Linked DNA regions of Sus scrofa: regions 1 and 3 are each linked to region 2. The links are chromatin contacts, called in public Hi-C maps. All regions are on one chromosome and are shown on one strand. Each heading gives the region's core, a stretch centred on a gene start, on an enhancer-like site or on the middle of the called end of the contact. The rest is flanking DNA. Distances are from core to core; before and after follow the strand shown.

What was found. Hi-C and Micro-C count contacts between places; a contact is called where the count stands out from the background.
Region 1: a Hi-C map of liver shows a contact between it and region 2, with 2.6 times the contacts expected there. The contact joins two enhancer-like sites. A contact is called at or near these places in 2 of 47 Hi-C or Micro-C datasets (liver and skeletal muscle).
Region 3: a Hi-C map of liver shows a contact between it and region 2, with 1.7 times the contacts expected there. The contact joins two enhancer-like sites. A contact is called at or near these places in 3 of 47 Hi-C or Micro-C datasets (liver and skeletal muscle).

The regions. Positions count from the first base shown.
Region 1 is chr7:2,546,654-2,549,727 of Sscrofa11.1, forward strand. No RefSeq gene overlaps it. Among named protein-coding and RNA genes, the nearest start is that of ECI2, 100 kb to the left of the region's middle. Within about 2 kb of position 1,423, at least 23 of the 83 cell types and tissues checked have an H3K27ac peak or open chromatin away from gene starts, as enhancers often do. A contact at or near this core is called in liver, where this site is marked.
Region 2 is chr7:2,710,447-2,713,594 of Sscrofa11.1, forward strand. No RefSeq gene overlaps it. Among named protein-coding and RNA genes, the nearest start is that of CDYL, 130 kb to the right of the region's middle. Within about 2 kb of position 1,810, at least 8 of the 83 cell types and tissues checked have an H3K27ac peak or open chromatin away from gene starts, as enhancers often do. A contact at or near this core is called in liver, where this site is marked.
Region 3 is chr7:2,474,342-2,477,503 of Sscrofa11.1, forward strand. The region is part of intron 1 of LOC102162837 (a long non-coding RNA gene); the gene reads left to right. Among named protein-coding and RNA genes, the nearest start is that of ECI2, 30 kb to the left of the region's middle. Within about 2 kb of position 1,315, at least 20 of the 83 cell types and tissues checked have an H3K27ac peak or open chromatin away from gene starts, as enhancers often do. A contact at or near this core is called in liver, where this site is marked.

The sequences.
Region 1 (3,074 bases), core at 173-2,672, 160 kb before region 2:
TTTGCACTGGAGCCTGGAGGTTCCAAAGTCATCTTTTGGAAAAGCGATTTTTTTTTCATGTCCTAGTATTAGAGGAGTTGTTGGGAGAGGAGACATTAATGGGCAAAGATTTTGAGAAAAAGCTGTTTTTAAAAAACAGATTTTGGCTGTCATTCTAGGTGAAGGATTTCCTCTCTCTCTCCCTCCGCAGGAGGCTCAAGCTCTGGAACCATCACACTTGGAGGCAGGACCAAGGTGCTGGGAGCCGGGCTGGTGTTGAATGGCCTGGTGAGAATTTAAGGCCAGGGCTGGACACCTCACAGCCACACCCACAATGACGTGGCCAGTGGTTGTGACTCATCTGCCTCCCACTGTGTCTGCCGAGATCTCTGCAGGAGACAGGTGGCCAGTCATTAAGACAATCTGAAGGTTATCAGTAAGGGGGCTACTTACAAGGTGGGGGGCAATTTGGGAACCACGAGAGAGTGCATGCCCAGAAGACCAGTGTGTGAAGATGGCTACTTGCAGAACAATGACCTTTGGTCAAAGTCAGCCCGAAGCTACTCCATAACTGGAGCAGCAGAATAAAAGTCCACCCAGTGCTCAGTGTTCAATAGCTAGCTCTCGGGGAAACGTCCTTAAAATTTGTAGCATTTGTCTGTTTTCCTGGCGATTTCTCTCCCCATCGCCTATTTCAAGCTTCCAAAGTGAGGTCTGGATGCAGAATTGCCGAGAGGTGGACAGCTAGCTGCAGCCCAGCACCGCCCCGGCCTCACCCGTCTCCAGCTGCTCTCCCCCTTGACGGCACCAACTGGAGGCCAGTGGGGAGGGGGGCCCAGGGAGAGGTCCCGGGGCTGCCTCATTCTGCCAGGATGGGGCGGCATCTGGTGGGGGAGGGGGGGGCGAGGAGGGGCTTGAACTGAGGGAAGGGGTCTGGGGGGCCTTTTCCTCCAGGCTCCACGGACTCTGCCAACCCCCCACTTGTCGGCTCTGAACCTCGTCCTGGTTGTGCTCCGGAGGCCTGCGTGCTGCCCGCCTGACCCCAGCTCCATGGTCAGAACCAGGGAAGGCTGAAGTCTGAGAGTGGGACACCCCCTGAGGACTGCACTGTCTTCACTGCATCACGTGAAGCGCAGAATAAGCAGACTTGATCCAGCCGTGGGGAGCCCAGAGCCGAGACTGTAGCCACGGAAAGGACTTGGCAGCCGCACCCCGCACCACTGTCCTTCACTTCGGCTGCCTGGAGTAGGGACTGCTCCAGGGCTTTCCAGAGGAGGGGCTTGAACTGAGCGCATGGGTTACCAGGGGGTGGAAGAGCCAGGAGAAAGCCCTCCCACTCCTGGGGCTGGGGGGCGGGGGGGACTCGAGGGGGTGGAGCCGGGAGGGGTGGAGCTACGGACGGGGGTGGGGCTGGGGGCGGGGAGATAGCGCGCGGTCAAAGCAGGCGGGTTCTCAGCGCGTCCCAGCTCGGGAAGCCTTCGCACAGGACAGTCTTGCGCTCCGTCTCCACTCTGTCCAGCGCCTGCTGAGTCCCCAGCATCAGGATGGGGCGGCAGGGGCCACAGAAGAGGGGGCACAGTGGTAGGGGTTGATTTGGGGGCACCGCTCAGGCCCCTTTCCTTGGATTCGGCTGCATGCTGAGCTGTCACTCATGCTGAGTGTCTGGAGAGCCATCAAAAGCCACCTCCTTACTCACACTCCCTCTGGCGAGTGCTCTCTGGCCTGGGCGCGGACTCTGCTGGGCTCCGAGGTGGGGCCAGGCTCCGATTCCACGAGCAGCCAACCCGAGGAGATGCCCTAGTGAGAGGCTGCCAGTGTCACCAGTGTGTCTGTCCCCAGACCCGCGCTGCCCTGCAGTTACTGGATGAGCTGAGAGCCCCGGGGACACGCCCCTCCCTCTGCGCTGGCCCCACTCCGCTCCCACACCTGCGTTCTGATGGATGTGATCACTGGTCTCTGTTGTTCCCCAAGCTTTTCCTTGCTGACCTTCACCCACGACAGCCCACAGTTCTTCATGTGCCCGTGCGCGCCGCGCTCCGCCCAGACCTGCAGTCCACCCCGGACGGCCACCTGCGCCAGGACCGCGGCCCCGCAAGGTCCCTCTGCTCCCGGAAACGCTCCTTCCCTCCTAAACATCCAGAGCTTGTGCCCCCGACGGGACGCGGATCCCCCAACTCTTTCTCCTCCCCCGACCCCCAGTCAGCAGGTGGTCCCTTCCTGCCCGGCTTCCTTAATATTTTCACTCGGCTTCATCTTGGCCGCCGCTGCTTGAGGCCCCTACACAGACGCCGGGGATAACTTTCGATAATAACTTTCGGGTGTCGAGCCTAGCACCCTTGTCCTAGTCCATTTTCCAATACACCTCCAGAGAGAGATTTTTAAACATTTAATCATGATATCGCTCCACTCAGAAGCCCACGATGGCCGGTCCGCTTAGCAGTGGTCACATCGGAATCAGCCCGCAGTCAGCTCTCGCCATCCGACCTCCCAACAGCCTTCGCGGAGCGTCCCGCGGTAGTCCCCGCTTCAGAGACGGATAAACCGAGGCCAGAGGGCTCCCCAGCTGATCGGCGGCCCCGCCCTTGGGCCCTGGGCTGCACGGCCCCTCGGCCTCTCAAGCCTTCTTTGTTCCCCGGAGCAGAAGGGCCCTTTCTATTCTCCAACAGATCCCCACGTGGAGTCCTACAACCGCGGAGACGCCCGGGAGAGTGAAGTTCTCCGGCTCAACCCCAGGGGTCCCAGGACCCGGGGAGGAGCCCCAGGACCCCAAGCCACGCCCTCCGTCTCTCCAGCCCCTCCCCGGCCCCGAGGCCCCTTCCTCGGACCTGGCACAACTCCCAGCCTGTTTGAAAGCACCCGCCCAAGGCTGACGTCTGGCTCAGCCGATGTTACGGCTCAAAGGAGATCCCAGGCGAGTCCCAGACGGCGTTAGGCGGAGGTCCTGCGAGGGCGGCAGGATGTGCCCAACCCAGCGTCCCATGAGAGGCGAGTCTTAAGTCGCCGCCAGGCCTGTCCACTCAGTGCATGTTGATAGGTCCTTCTATGTCTCAATCCCACAAGCACAGCAGGAGAAGGTGGCAGCGTGGGGCCGAGGG
Region 2 (3,148 bases), core at 560-3,059:
GCAGACTCTTTTTCCTTCCTAACAAGATCACTGAGTGTCTCCTCCTGGAGACGGGCGTTTTAATCTTGGCGTAAGTGTCTGAGACCATCCACGCTCCAGCTCTAGGATGCCCCTCAGCTGTGTTCTCCACGAGAGCTGCAGTGGCCTCCTGGCAGGTCAGCCCTTGGCCTGAGGGCAGGAAGAGCGGCCGAGAGCCCCCTGGGTGCATGAGACTGTCCAGGAAGTCATGGCGCTCTGGGCACGTCAGCGTGTGACTGGGACACAGTGTCAAGGGCCAGAGCCTGGGACCGGGACCCTCATCCAAAGCAGTGACTTGGCCTGGGGTGCACGCTTAGGAGAGCTTAGGAGGAAGAGCAGAAGCGGGACAGGGAGGGGACAGTGCCCCAAGACACGCTTCTTCCCCAGGATCCACGCTGCCTTTGCTCATGCCTCTGCCCAACTCCAGTTTTTAAGCCACCAAGTCCAGAATCAGCAGAGGTGGCAAACATGCAAAAATTCCGCAAGCCGAATTACTAGCTGTTAAACTACTGGCGGTTCAGACCGGCTACGGTGGGAGTGTTTTCACACCACGACCCCTGACAATGGGCGGATGTTACAAACCAGAGCGGCGCTGAGGTTTCCCAGAGAGATGACCTCCCAGCACACCGCCCCCCACTGGTTCACGGAAGGCTCTGCCTCCCTCCGACAGGCTCTGCCCGCTGGACCTGGGACCAGGACAGGCTCTGCCCGCTGGACCTGGGACCGGGACAGGCTCTGCCCGCTGGAACTGGGACCGGGACAGGCTCTGCCCGCTGGACCTGGGACCGGGACAGGCTCTGCCCGCTGGACCTGGGACCAGGACAGGCTCTGCCCGCTGGACCTGGGACCGGGACAGGCTCTGCCCGCTGGAACTGGGACCGGGACAGGCTCTGCCCGCTGGACCTGGGACCGGGACAGGCTCTGCCCGCTGGACCTGGGACCGGGACAGGCTCTGCCCGCTGGAACTGGGACAGGGGACGCAGCCCCTGCCCGCTGGAACTGGGACCAGGGACGCAGCCCCTGCTCGCTGGGCAAGACATCTCGCTGTGGGAATCAGCGTTCTTCTGCCTGGGCTCTCAGCACGTGGAGTGCAAAGGGGAAACGGTGCCTTTATTGCCAGAAAAGGGAACTGAGAAATGTGGGGTGCAGCCCCTTCAAAACACCGCTCCTCCAAAGCAGCAGCCCCAGAAGCTTTTCAGCTTAGTCATTTCACGCCCAGTCTCAAGCGGTCCCCAAAAGGACCTCATATCCAGGAAAGAAAAGGCAGAAGGCGCTCTTCTCTTCGGCCTGCTGCCTGCGGAAGCAGGAGGCCCTGTCTCCCTGCAGAGCGGTCGCGGCCCTCCTGCCAGCCTGCCCCCCTTGGAGCCCTTCCAGCCCTGGTGGGAGGGTCCTGATCTCGCTCCAGATGGTGGGAAGCCTGGCCAGGGGTGCGAGTTCCCAGCTTCCGCCAAGCAGGAGGAATGAATGACTCTAATGTGTGTGTCTTTAGCCACTTGACTCACTGCCCCTCACTTCATTCTTGACGTTCAGCCAAGATACCCCCTGATTTTCTAGTCTTCCCTCTGCAACAGCCTCGGAAGTCAGCTGTCTCCCACCCACCAGAACACATGCCAGTTTACGCCAGACGAATGAAAAGAATACTGATCGAAGGCCTTTTCCAGGCAAAATGTGCAAGAAGAAGAAGCCGGTCGGACCTGTTGAAAATTCTCGCAGGCGGGTCATCTGTGAGTCATGTTTACATGACCCTGCCTTGCCCGGTTTGGCTTTAATTGCACAGTTTGGTCTGCCGCCTTCACGGCTGGTCCAGTTCGGTCAGGGAGGCCACGAGGAGAGTGATCCGATGCCCCTGCGGACTGGAGCAAGGAGCCGCAAAACGGGGAGGTGAGCCACGGGCCAAATTCGCCAACAAAACGACCACCTGCGGCTGCGAGGGAAATGCAACCTACAGGAGTTGTTTGAAACATGAAACTGCTGATATCTGACTACTTCAGACCTCTTAAAAATGGAAGTTTTACAACGTTCAACCTAACAATGACACCCCTTTGATTTTCAAGTAATCACTCATCGGGCACCTCAGGATTGCTCGGGCTGCAGTGGGGGAGCGCGGCCCACCGGCAGGGGAGAGAAATCGCCTCTCCCTGGCGATGGTTCTAACGCGTCTTCTTCTCAAGTACAGTTGAGAGGAGAAAGCTCTGGTTTAAGAGGCGGGGCCTATAGTTCAGCCCCAGCGGACTCCTTATGTGGCCGGCGACAAGCCATTTCTCCTTTAAGCCTCGTTCCTGCCAACTGAAGCAATCCCATCAACATCCTCGTGACACCCAAATGAGCCGGTGGATGGGAACACGGTTTTTTAAAGCGAAAATTACCGCATAGATCACGTATAAGGCTGCACCCATTAACCCTACCGCCGTGCGAGTGTGTATATCCTCCCTCCGGAAACGGTAAATTTGGGCGCCGTTGTAAACGATCACCCCTTTGTGCCAGTGTCATTTCTGATAGCAAACAATGCCAAAACAGTAACAAATCACCCCTGCCTTTTCCATTCGTCACCAGAGTGTAAAGGTCTGATGAATAGGGAGAAAACACACTGGCTCTTCAGGGTGGGAAGGCTGTGTCGGTGACAGGAGCAAATTACATTTCTTAGAAAAAGATGGTGTCACGGTTCCTAGAGATTATTTGCTTGACTGCTGAGACAGAAGGAAACTCCAAGGAGCTTTCAAAGGCCGCATCTGTGAGACAGGCGGCCTGGTATCCCTACCCAGTCCCCCGGCCGGACAGCTGCTTAGGGCGAAAACAGCTTCCTTCGAATCCGCTCCTGTGTTGGGGGCGGGGGTGGGCTGGGGGGGGGGGTGAGGGTGTTTCTGCAGCGTGTCCTCTGCCCCTACCTCATCCCTGCTGCTTTGCAGCTGCCTTCCGTTCTCCCACTCTGGTGACAGCCCGGGCAGATGTCTCCTTCCCGGGCAGTTGCCAGCCCCACTGCTCTGGCAGCTGCTGCAGCAGCCCGGGGGAGTGGCGTGACCGCAGGCACCCACCGAGAGCAGGCACATCTGCAGAGCGTCCCCGGCCCCCAGCTCCAAGCCTGTGGGCTCGGCTCCCTGCTGGACAGCAGGTTTCCAGCTGGCATCGCTGA
Region 3 (3,162 bases), core at 65-2,564, 240 kb before region 2:
ATTTTGGTTCTCGACCACCTAGTCCTTTTACAAATATGTTTTGAATAAACTTATCACATTCTTCTGCTTTTATCCTTAAGCCCTTGACGCCTGGAGTCACGTCTTCAGTCCCAACCTCTCCCTCGAGCTTCAGTCCCTTATTTTCTGCTGCCACCAGGTGTCCTCAATTGGACACCCAGGAGCATCTGAAACATACATCCCACGTACTCTCACACCTGTTTCTCTTTTCTTGGAAAATATACCTCTGGGGGGAGAATTTGTTTTTCTAACAAATTCAGTGTTGTTGGCAAGAGATCCTCTCATTGTCTCAAAATATCTGGAATAGAATTTATAATGTTGGTCTAGAGACACAAATCAGCTCCACTAAAATAGAATTCTTTATAAGGACTTTGGCTGGTTTTGTTTGCTTTTGGCAAAGGAATATTTAAAACTCTTAGAACATAGATTTCTTATGATAAAAACAGTACAGATTATAGAAAATATGGAAAAGTACAGAAGTCTCACAATCCCAGCCCCCAAAGATAATCACTATTTACATTTTTTTTTTTGTGTCTTTTTACGGCCGCAGCCGCAGCATATGGAGGTTCCTGGGCTAGGCGTCCAATCAGAGCTACAGTTGCCGACCTACACCACAGCTCACGGCAACACCGGATCCTTACCCCACTGAGTGAGGCCAGGGATCGAACCCACAACCTCATGGTTCCGCATCGGATTTGTTTCCGCTGCGCCACGATGGAAACTCCCCATCACTATTAACATCTTGGATTTTTACCTTAAAATTTTTTTCTACTTGGGTGTATATTTTACTTAAAGTTCTTGATGGGTGTTTTCCTACGTCATTTGCTAATCTTGGAAAATGTGGTTTAAAAATGATAATATGATATTCCACACGAGATAGAATATATATAGATGTACCATAATTTATTTATATTTCAATTGGCACTTAACCGTCCTACTATTAAAAAATAGCACTGATAATTGTGAAACTTCATGGATCTCTGATTATTTTCCTTTAGGATTAATTTCTAGAAGTGAAATTGTTGAACCAAAGGATATCTATATTTTTAAGCCCTTTGATACACATCACTAAATTTTCTCTAAGAACTGCACACCGACATGCTATCGTACTATTAGTGCATAAAATTCAAAATTTCTTCTTGCTGCTGTTAAAAGGTTTTTGCCAGTTTGATAAGCCACAAGGGCATGTCGCTGTTACTGGAATCTGAATTTGCCGTAGTGCTAGGATGGTTCAATACTGTGGCATGTACTTAATAGCCAAGAGCATTTCATTTGTATGACTTCCCAGCACATGAGTCAGAAGAGCTTTTTCTTGCCAGGGGTCCACAGGTCACAAAGCCTGAAGGTCTTGTGCAACAGCAGCCTCTGACATTGTCCAAATGACTTGCTGAAACGGTATTTTCAGTGAGTATACATTTTATAGAGTAGGATTGTATATGGGTGCTTAGCGTGTTATTTTTAAATGATGAGATGATTTAAAGTATTGTTGAATCATGAACAGTCATCAGATTCTCCTTCATACCTGCTGGTAACAAAAACAGCCATAATTCATTCTGTCCTTGCTAAGTGCTTGGCAAACAGTGCCTCATCCAACACAGTCTTGTGAAGTTGGCACTTGATTTGGGGTTTTCCATGACTGAGTAAGCCTTAGACACCCACAGCATGCTGGCTAAGGTCACACAGCTATTGGGGGGGGGGAAGGGGGTGAAGGCTGACCTGGAGCTCACTTGAAAGCTGACTTCAGAATCCACCACTGTGCTGTGGGGCTTCTCCCTGTGCTGTGGTTTGTAAACTTACGGCACATTAAGATCAGTGGAGGGCTTTTAAAAAAAGGACAGATGCCAAGTCGTATAATCCAGACAAATTGCATCAGAATCTTTGGGGATGGTGCCCCGTCATCCATATGTTATAAAAGCTTCCTGAGTCATTGTAACATGCAGCCAGAGTCCAGAGCCATTGCTAGTAATGAGTAACCAGTGTGGCTAAGGAAACAGCTTTGATGTGTCAAGTTCAAATCCTCAGGGCTCCACGTTATTCCTATGTTCATATATGCTTTTTATGCTATTCCGACCTGTGTTTGGAACAAATCCCTCTCAATTCAGCATTCTTATTACTAATCTCTCCCTCCCCAGACCCCTCTCCCCAACACCTGCCCCTCTGCCCCCCACTCTCTCTTACACACACACACACACACACACACACACACACACACACACACACACGTCTCTCTAGCTCAGAACCTCTGCTCATACAAGCTGTAGTAAGGATGCCAGACCCAAGCCTGGGCGTGTTCTCTGGACACCAAGGTCAGACATAAGGGTAGAACCTCACTCATTCAGGGCCTGCAGTGGATTAAGCCAAGAAAGACGACTTGAAGGCAGACCTTAGGAGACGCTGAATCAAAAGTCTGCCCGAGAGTCTTTGGTCCAAAGAAGCAAGACAGAAAAATAATCTGCAGATGAGGCATCTGGGATGGGGGCCAGATGGATGGAAGAGGGATTTAGAGACCACGGGTGATGCTGGATATGAGAAGGAAGGGGTCATCAATGCCAAGGCCACAGTCTATCAGCTCTGTTTCTTTTCAGTGATATTTCCAAAAAAATGGAGTCAAGGTTAAAACTAGGAGATGGCACGTATCCATGGAGAGTCCAGCTTAAAACAATGGGAAGTTTGGCGACCTCGGGCCATTGTTCCCATATAGCCACAGTGAGCGTCCCCAGTAGCGGGTGCCCACTTTGCAAGGGAGGCGGGCATCTCTGGGCCCCACAGCCCCGCCAGGGTTGGGGCCACCCATTCAGGAGCTGTGACTGCCCATGCTGACATGTGTTGGCATTTGTGGCTTCTGATTTAAGATTCCAAACCAGCCCGGACATGAGGCAGTCACTGAGCGTCAGGTGTTGATCTGCTGATTTTCAGGGTAGCCTTGGCTTCCCTCCAAATGTCCCTACGAGATGGAGGGAGGCTGCTGGGTCAGCGAACAGGCCCGGCTGCAGGCTGCAGCTTCTCTCTCTCCCTCACCGACCAGCGCTGCCCGCGGCGCGCGGGGTTGAGGAGTCCCAGCAGGGGCGGGACCCCCGTGCGCCACGTCCAGGAACCTCCCTGTGACGTCATAACCATCCCTTTCTCCCACGGCAGCATCCAGAG